Linked DNA regions of Mus musculus: regions 1 and 3 are each linked to region 2. Evidence: chromatin contacts called from public HiChIP or PLAC-seq and promoter capture Hi-C data. All regions are on one chromosome and are shown on one strand. The core of a region is the stretch at or near the end of the contact, and the rest is flanking DNA. Distances in the headings are between cores, read along the strand shown.

The links. Promoter capture Hi-C pulls out the DNA fragments that hold promoters and counts their contacts. HiChIP or PLAC-seq counts read pairs in DNA pulled down with a chosen protein or histone mark.
Region 1: an H3K4me3 HiChIP or PLAC-seq map of bone marrow-derived macrophages shows a contact between it and region 2, with 3 times the contacts expected there. The contact joins the promoter of Mlkl here to the promoter of Pdpr in region 2. A contact is called at or near these places in 1 of 39 promoter capture datasets (liver), 2 of 115 datasets of contacts at active chromatin or transcription factors (bone marrow-derived macrophages and memory CD8 T cells) and 2 of 9 other capture datasets (adipose tissue and macrophages).
Region 3: a contact with region 2 is called in a promoter capture Hi-C map of stem cell-derived epiblast-like cells, with 4 times the contacts expected there. The contact joins the enhancer-like site here to the promoter of Pdpr in region 2. A contact is called at or near these places in 12 of 39 promoter capture datasets (the 3T3-L1 cell line, 3T3-L1-derived adipocytes, the HPC-7 cell line and 8 more), 2 of 15 datasets of contacts at CTCF or cohesin (large pre-B cells and pro-B cells), 5 of 484 Hi-C or Micro-C datasets (B cells, embryonic stem cells and nephron progenitors), 5 of 115 datasets of contacts at active chromatin or transcription factors (the 230-238 cell line, bone marrow-derived macrophages, double positive thymocytes and 1 more) and 5 of 9 other capture datasets (adipose tissue, embryonic stem cells, liver and 2 more).

What each region holds. Positions count from the first base shown.
Region 1 is chr8:111,336,835-111,339,534 of GRCm38.p6, reverse strand. It overlaps Mlkl (mixed lineage kinase domain-like), which reads left to right and starts at 1,330. Exons shown (of 11, transcript NM_029005.3): 1 at 1,330-1,711.
Region 2 is chr8:111,093,325-111,096,024 of GRCm38.p6, reverse strand. It overlaps Pdpr (pyruvate dehydrogenase phosphatase regulatory subunit), which reads right to left and starts at 1,280. Exons shown (of 18, transcript NM_198308.1): 1 at 1,199-1,280.
Region 3 is chr8:110,885,826-110,888,525 of GRCm38.p6, reverse strand. It overlaps Fcsk (fucose kinase), which reads left to right. Exons shown (of 24, transcript NM_172283.3): 16 at 648-858; 17 at 1,005-1,171; 18 at 1,254-1,475; 19 at 1,840-1,983; 20 at 2,114-2,233. Among named protein-coding and RNA genes, the nearest start is that of Fcsk, 15 kb to the left of the region's middle. Within about 2 kb of position 1,320, at least 18 of the 459 cell types and tissues checked have an H3K27ac peak or open chromatin away from gene starts, as enhancers often do. A contact at or near this core is called in stem cell-derived epiblast-like cells, where this site is marked.

The DNA.
Region 1 (2,700 bases), core at 81-2,580, 240 kb before region 2:
CTGGAGGACCAACAGTCTAAGAACACTCTTGGCTACACAGTGAATTCCATGCCAGCCTGGGCTACATGAGATCTTGTGGGGAATGTCTGTGGGGAGAAAGGGCAAAAAAAAAAAAAAAAGAGAGAGAGAGAAAATGGAGCAGGTGCAATGGCTCAGTGGTTAAGAGCACTGACTGCTCTTCCACAGGTTATGAGTTCAAGTCCCAGCAACCACATGGTGGCTCACAACCATCTGTAATGGGTTCTGATGCCCTCTTCTGGTATGTCTGAAGACAATGACAGTGTACTCACATAATATAAAATAAATAAATCTTTAATAAAGAAAAGAAGTGAGAAAACAGGTAAACTAAGCCCCCCAGACATCCCTGAACTATGTTGCCTCAAAGTAAAATGTCTCCCCATACAATTTATTTCTATTCTTTCCCAGCTATATAGCATGAGTCAGCCAACGGCATTTTCTTCTTTCTTTCCTTCCTCTTTTTAAATTTTGTTTTAGTTTTATTTTTGAGATATATATCTCAACATATATCTGAGTGTGTGTGTGTGTGTGTGTGTGTGTGTGTGTGTGTGTAGAGCTTTAGCGCTCTTGGAACTGGATTTGTAAACTAGGTTGGCCTCGAACTCACAGAGATCCTGAGTGCTGGGACTCAAGGTCTGTGCCACCACCAACTAGCTAATGAAAGGTTATTTCTTATACTAGCTAACTGGGGGTATAACTGACAAATAATAAACTCATCTTGAAAAATAACAAAGTTTGGAGATGACCTTAGAAGGGGAAAAAAAGGAACTGACCCCTACTTGGGTAACTTCACACTCCCTTAAACTTCCTCCATTACTCTCCATCCCCTGCCCCAGGATTATTCAACACAAAGCAGCTAAAGGAACCGCCTCAGCACTTCTACGGGTTACCTCCATTTTTATGTATTTACCGGTGTGGTATGCATGCGTTTGCGTGCCAGGGCCAGTGCACACGTTGAAGTCAGAGGACAAGGCCTTTTGCCTCGAGAGAGGAAAATGACTCAGGACATCCGCCTCACTTTCGTTTTCTTTTTCTTTTTCTTTCTTTTTTTTTTTTTTTAATTATGCTGAAGTTCCAGGCTATCCCTTACACTGGCTATCAGGGCTCTCTGCAACCTTATTTTCTCAACCCCCAAATTCAAGACCTCAAACAGAGAACCTGGGAAGAGTAACTATTTAATGGATTTGGGGAAAGAATCAGCCAACTAGGGGCTTCAACTGGGAGCTGTCCAGAGAGCGGGTGTGGGAAGCTGGCATATCTCCAGTAGGAGTAGAAAGCCGGGGGAAGGCGTGTCAAACTGGCCGCGGCTTCCGGAGCAGAACTCTGGACAGAAATAGCTGTCGGACAGGTTGGTTTTGAGGACTCTGCTGGAGCATTGCTGCGTTGGCCCAAATTTGACTTTAGGCGGGAACCGCGGCTGGTGCGGAGTTCCTCCGAGAGGCGAGAGCTTTAAGGTTGCACCAAGGGAGGGGACTCAGGACACCGGGGACCTGCTCCGACCTGGCGTGCATTGTCAACGAGGCAGAAGACCGCGGTCCGGGAGCGGCGGGAGACTGATGATCCTACAGGAACTGAGCGCAGGATAGACCGGACGAGCGCCCCTCGGAGATCACGTAGAATCCAGTGAGCTGTAGCGCGGCAGGAGGAAGCAGGAGAATCCCAGAATCACAGATTGGACTTCCTGGAACTTAGGGTGAGTTGGTTTCGATTCCCTAACTAAATTGGGCTGTTATTCTGCTGAGATCTCTGCTGACCTTTTTTTGCCCAAGGAGGATGGAGATCGAGGAATGGCATTCGAGGAAAGGCAAAAGGTGGGGACTGGGGACCCGCCCCGAGGTGCCCAAGTCGTAGAGTAGATGGGTAGTCAGTAGGACAATTAATTTCCAGCACAGACGATTACGGGGGTTTGGGGTAGGGGTGGGGGAAGCGGGGACTCAGGACAGGGTTTCTCTGGGTGGCTCAGGCTGCACTGGAACTTGGAACTTGTTCCGTAGACCAGGCCGGACATGATCTCAGAGATCTGCCTGCCTCTTGATTGCCAAGTGCTGAGACTAAGGGCATGTATGCTCCACCATTACTCAGCGGGATTCCAGTTCTTAACTATGAACGCCCTCTTCCTTTTCTGGGGCCCATTTCACGAATAATCTAACGTAAAGTTTTTTTTTTAAAGGGCATCTGATTTTTTTTAGACTATTTATTTATTTGTTTATCGAAACAGGATCTCACTGTGTAGCTCTGGCTGGCCTGGAACTCACTGTATAGTCCAGGCTGGGGGGGGGGGGGAGGATATGAGTAATTAATATATTTAGTAGTGCTTCCAGATTTTTCTCCTTTGCTCTCAGACATCCAAGAAAGAGCCTTGACGACTTGGGCTCACCATCTGGGAATGGCTGGGCCCCGAGATCCATTGATTTTTCTCTAAGAGCGTCCTGACAGGCTAGAGAGATGGCTCAGCCATTAAAGAGTACTCTGACATTAATGCCTGTGCCTCCTGCCCAGGAATCCTGGGGACAAGGAAAACTAATTACTCACATGCTTGATTTCAGTTTGGCTGCTTTTTCACTTTTTTTTTTTTTTTTTTGGTAAGATTTAGATTTATTTAATTTGTTTTATGTGAGTACACTGTTGCTATCCTCAGACACACCAGAAGAGGGCATCAGATCCCATTACAGATGGATGTGA
Region 2 (2,700 bases), core at 31-2,530:
GAAAATTAACGGTATCTCTACTAGTAAGAGTAACTTCTAAACAGCCTTAAGACCCAGACTGATTGTGCTCGGATCCTACACCAACAAGCTCAATCCTGGAGCAGTGCTCACACCTGAAATTCCCACCACACTGGATACTGAAACAGGAGAAATGCCCAGGTTCCAGGTGAGCTGGGGCCACAGAGCAAGACTCTGTCTTTAAAAGGCAGTCACAGGGACAGTTCTAACAACTCCTGAATGCTTCCTCTGGTAACAGCATGAGCCACAGGTCACAAAGAATGAAGGCTGAATGTACATTGACGCATCTCCCACACATAACTCGGAGGAATCACCAGGGCAAGTTTACAAGCAACAGAATGACCCTCTGAACAGTTTGATCATGCAAGTTCAGGATGCTGTAATTTTCAACAAATGCACCGTTGGCTGAGAGAATTTAAGAAAAATTATACACGTCCCTGACGCCAAAAAGAGGACCCTTGGGCCGGACGTGGTGGCGCACGCCTTTAATCCCAGCACTTGGGAGGCAGAGGCAGGTGGATTTCTGAGTTCGAGGCCAGCTTGGTCTACACAGTGAGTTCCAGGACAGCCAGGGCTATACAGAGAAACCCTGTCTCGAAAAACCAAAAAAAAAAAAAAAAAAAAAAAAAAGAGGATCCTTAAAGGACGTCTTTATAACTAGACCCTCTACCACATCATCATCCCTACAAATCAAGATTGCATAAATGTTCGAAGTAGGCTTGGAGACCGTGGACTCGCACCTCGGGATCACACACAACTGTCACCCCAAGTCACCCACTGGAAACCCCACGGCCCTGACTAGGTCTCTGACAGGAGTCGGTGAAGCACAGCCGAGCCGCACATTACAAGGTGGGAAACCATTCCACCTGCAGAGACGCGGGGCCACCTCTGGCCGTGACAGCAGTGCGCGCGCGCCCGCCCGAGCCGCAGCCCGCCCCGAGGCCCGGTCCGCCGCCCTGGGAGAGCCGGCGCGCAGTCCCGGGACGGCGGGCGCGGCTCCCCGAGGCCCGCGCAGCTCCACTGGCTCAATCCCGGCGCCCGACCGGTGGCACCGCCTCAGAGACCCGGAGGGACGGCCGGGAGCCGGAGCCCAAAGCTCGGACGCCAGGGGCGTGCGGGGCGCAAGAGTTCGCGGGACCAGAAGGCCGCCCGGACCCGCGGGTCCTAGCCGGCTTCCTACCTCACGGGCCCGCGACTCGCGGGCAGCGCGCTCAGCAACGCCCGGCGGAAGTGAAGGGCAGCCCAGCCGCTGAAGAGGGTCTGCGCCGGCCGGAAAGGGGGCCAGGGCATGGGGACGGGGCGGGACGCGGAGCGCAGAGTTCCGGGACCGCGGGGGGCCTGCGACCTTCCGCGCTTTACGGCCCGCGGCAAGGGTAAGGCGGGCGCGCGCGCCGACGCGCCGTGACGTCACCGCGGCGGACCGGCCCGCACGTGCGCTTGTTTGGGTCTCGCCAGGCCCCGCCCCTCCCGCGCCACCTCCGCCTCCGCCTCCGCCTCCGCCTGGTTGACGACGAGTGTGCGGGGACCTGCCAACGTCCTCCGTCCCCGCTCCGGGTCTCCCGCCGGCCTCGGTGTGTGGGCAGTTCGGGTGATCGTCTGCCGCCAGGCCTGAGCTCCGATCCTGCGCGAGGGGTCCGCAGCCCAGAACCACATCTCTCTGCCCGTGGTCACCGTTGTCCGTCCCTGCACGTCGCTTAAGGCCTTTCAGTGCTTGGCTTGGGCAGAAGTTGTACTGTGGGCCTGGCCGCACCTTGGAGGCCGAATCAGCTGACCTTATTTCCCATCTTACTCCTTGCGGCTGCCCAGAGGGAAAGCATTGTTCACTGGAGCCTCAGAAACATCTTCTGCCTTCCATCCCCCCACCCCCGCCCCCAACTCTCAGCCACATCCCCTAGTTTCTTTCACAGCACTCGTTACTAGATTAAATATATGTGTCTCTACACTGGTGTAGACGTGGCCCTCAGATATCTTGAGGACCTAACCTTACTCAGGTGCAGCTTCTCAACACCTTCACCCCGCGCCTGGCGCACACCATCCAATCATCCTTCGCACAAGCAGCAAGCGAAATGGTGTGCTTTAGTTTAGCCTATCTTGTCTTATGAGCTAGTCTTGAACATTATTGCTAGGCTGTGTACCTTGGTGCTGTCTTGAGCGCTCTGACTAGGAACAAGAAGGCTTCAAGAATCTCCTTTTCATGATGTCATTCATTCCCCAGCTTGCTTAGTTTATACCCAACTCACTAGCCATGAATTTCTCCAAGACTGCCCAGATGAGAACTGACAGTAAGACTCAACTCTACCCGGTTCCTTTTTTTTTTTTTTTTTTTTAGTTTATTTGTTTTATTTAAGTTTATTTGTAGCTGGGCAGTGGTGGCACACGCCATTAAACCCAGCACTTGAAAGGCAAAGGAAGATGGATTTCTGAGTTCGAGGCCAGCCTATTCTACAGAGTGAGTTCCAGGACAGCCAGGGCCACACAGAGAAACCCTGTCTCAAAAAAACAAAACAAAAACAACCAAAAAAAAGTCTATTTGTTTTATTTATTTATTTATTTATTTATGTGTATGTTTTTATAGGCAAAGTCTCAGTCTAGGCTGGATTCAAATAGGTACAGAGGATGACTTAGCTCCTGGTCCTCCTGCCTCCACCTCCCAAGTGGCTTGCTTCACCACACATTCAGTTG
Region 3 (2,700 bases), core at 71-2,570, 210 kb after region 2:
TTGTTCCAGTTCAAATCACTCGCCCAAAGCTAGCTGAGGTGAAGACTTGAACCCAGGTAGTTTGATCCCTCAACTCTTTTTTAAAAAGTATTTATTTAAGCCAGGCAGTGGTGGTGCATGCCTTTAATCCCAGAACTCTGGAGGCAGAGAGGCAGGCAGATCTCTCTTGAGTTTGAGGCTAGCCTGGTCTACAGAGCAAGTTCCAAGACAGCCAGGGCTACACTTAAGAACCCCCCTTTCTTGAAAAACCAAACCAAACCGAACCAAATCCATTGTGTGTGTGTGTATGTGTGTGTGTGTATACGTGTATGTGTATGTGTAGGATTAGAAGACAGCTTGTTCTCTTCTTTCCCCATATGAGTGTCAGAGATTGAATTCAGGTTGTCAGGTTTGGCAGCAAGTGAGTTTGCCCTGAGGTTTCTCACTGACTCAAGCCTGAATAATGCCTCAGGTAGCAGTGGGAGATGCGTTTGCATTGGAGCTAGCAGAATAAAACCTTTGCTAGGGTGCATTCACAGGCAGGGGCACACCTTGACGAAAGTTTGTAGCAGTGAGGAGCCCGGAGTATCTGGGGACGATTGAGCCTCGGGTAGAGTATTAGAGGCCAGAGCCTTCTCTTCTGGAACCCCTAACTCCTGGCCCCTCAGTTGCAGCTGGGGCAGAAGATCCTGGCGTGGCAGCCCGGGCTCTGGCTTGTGTGGCCGATGTGCTGGGCTGCATGGCAGAGGGCCGAGGAGGCTTGCGCAGTGGGCCAGCTGCCAACCCTGAGTGGATTCAGCCTTTCTCATACTTGGAGTGTGGAGACCTGATGAGGGGTGTGGAGGCGCTTGCCCAGGAGAGAGAGAAGTGGCTGACCAGGTGGGTGTGAATCAAACTAGAATCTGTCAAGGAGCCATCTGTGAAAGGATCTCCTGATAGTGGATGCTCAGAGAGGACGTTCAGATTGACCATGGCAAGTCTATTCCCAGCTCGGGGCTCCATGAGACTATCTTCCCTCCTGTCAGGCCTGCCTTGCTGGTTCGAGCTGCCCGCCATTACGAGGGGGCCGAGCAGATCCTGATCCGCCAGGCTGTGATGACAGCCCGGCACTTCGTCTCCACCCAGCCCGTGGAGCTGCCCGCACCCGGGCAGTGGGTGGTGACTGAGTGCCCAGCCCGTGTGGATTTCTCTGGTGAGTTCCTCGGGCTAGGTATGGGTATCCTCCTCAGAGTCAGGCTGGCAGGCTCTGTGACCACTTTGTTGAACTGCACTAGGGGGCTGGAGTGACACACCGCCCATTGCCTATGAGCTTGGTGGAGCAGTGTTGGGCCTGGCTGTGCGGGTGGATGGCCGCCGGCCCATCGGGGCCAAAGCACGCCGCATCCCGGAGCCTGAGCTCTGGCTGGCAGTGGGACCTCGGCAGGATGAGATGACCATGAGGATAGTGTGCCGGAGCCTGGATGACCTGCGGGATTACTGCCAGCCTCATGCCCCAGGTCAGGACAATTAGAACATCATCCAGGAGGGATGGCAGCCAGAGCCAGCTGGGATGGGGGCAGACCTTGGATATCCATCCACAGAGGACTGTAGACTATTGGGGAGCTAGGGCTCGCCAGTATGTCTGAGGAGCTCTGAAAGACTAGAAAAGGCTGACAGTTACCCTTCTTAGGCACCAGCTGTCGCAGAACACATTTGCCTGTGGTAGAGAGCCTAGATGCCCTTTTATGGCTTGAGGATGTGGCCTGCACTGTCCTACCAGAGGAACTCCATCTTGGGTTGGGGAATTGCGGGGTTGGATGTTAAGTGATAGGCTGAGATGGGCCTAGGAGTAGAATTCCTCCCTTTGTGCTCATTCCTCAGGGGCCTTGCTGAAGGCAGCCTTTATCTGTGCTGGCATTGTGCATCTCCACTCAGAGCTCCCTCTGCTTGAACAGTTGTTACACTCCTTTAATGGTGGCTTTGAGCTGCACACGTGGTCAGAGCTGCCGCACGGCTCTGGTCTTGGTAAGCCTTGGTTCCCTGTTGATACCCTGTGGTCCTGCTCCCTGGCCTGCGTGCAGCACCGAGAGTGGGTGGGACTGGTTGGATCAGACAGAAGTGTCTCATGACTGGTGCCCTCCTCTGTGTTCTGCAGGCACCAGCAGCATCCTGGCAGGGGCTGCCCTGGCTGCCTTACAGCGGGCTGCAGGCCGGGCAGTGGGCACGGAGGCTCTCATCCACGCAGTGCTGCACCTGGAGCAGGTGCTCACCACAGGTACACAGTGGGCCTGGGTGGTGGAGGCTGGGGTCCCCTAGATTCATCAGTTGCCATATAACTGTAAAATGGTTGTAGTTTCCTTACCACTTGGATTTCTGATGCTTTTCAACTTGAAATATTTTACCTCAAAGGAGCTAAGGTCCTACTCTGAGGACTGGACTTGAGGGCGGGAAGCTATTGCTCCTTTTGATTTGTGTGTATGAGCGTTGGCCTGGATATATGTAAGTGCACCTTGTCTGGGGCCCACAGAGGGCAGAAGAGGGTGCTGCATTCTCTGCAGCTGGTGATAACAGGTGGAAATGAGCCACCCTATGGGTGATGGGGACTGGGTACCTGTGGTCCATATGGTGGTCCTCATGACTACCCACTCCAGGCTGTCCTTCAGAAACTATGAGGCAGACCTGCGTTTGGAACGGAGGATGGACTTGGCACTTTCTGGGCTATAAAGGTTTTTGCCCCTTTGC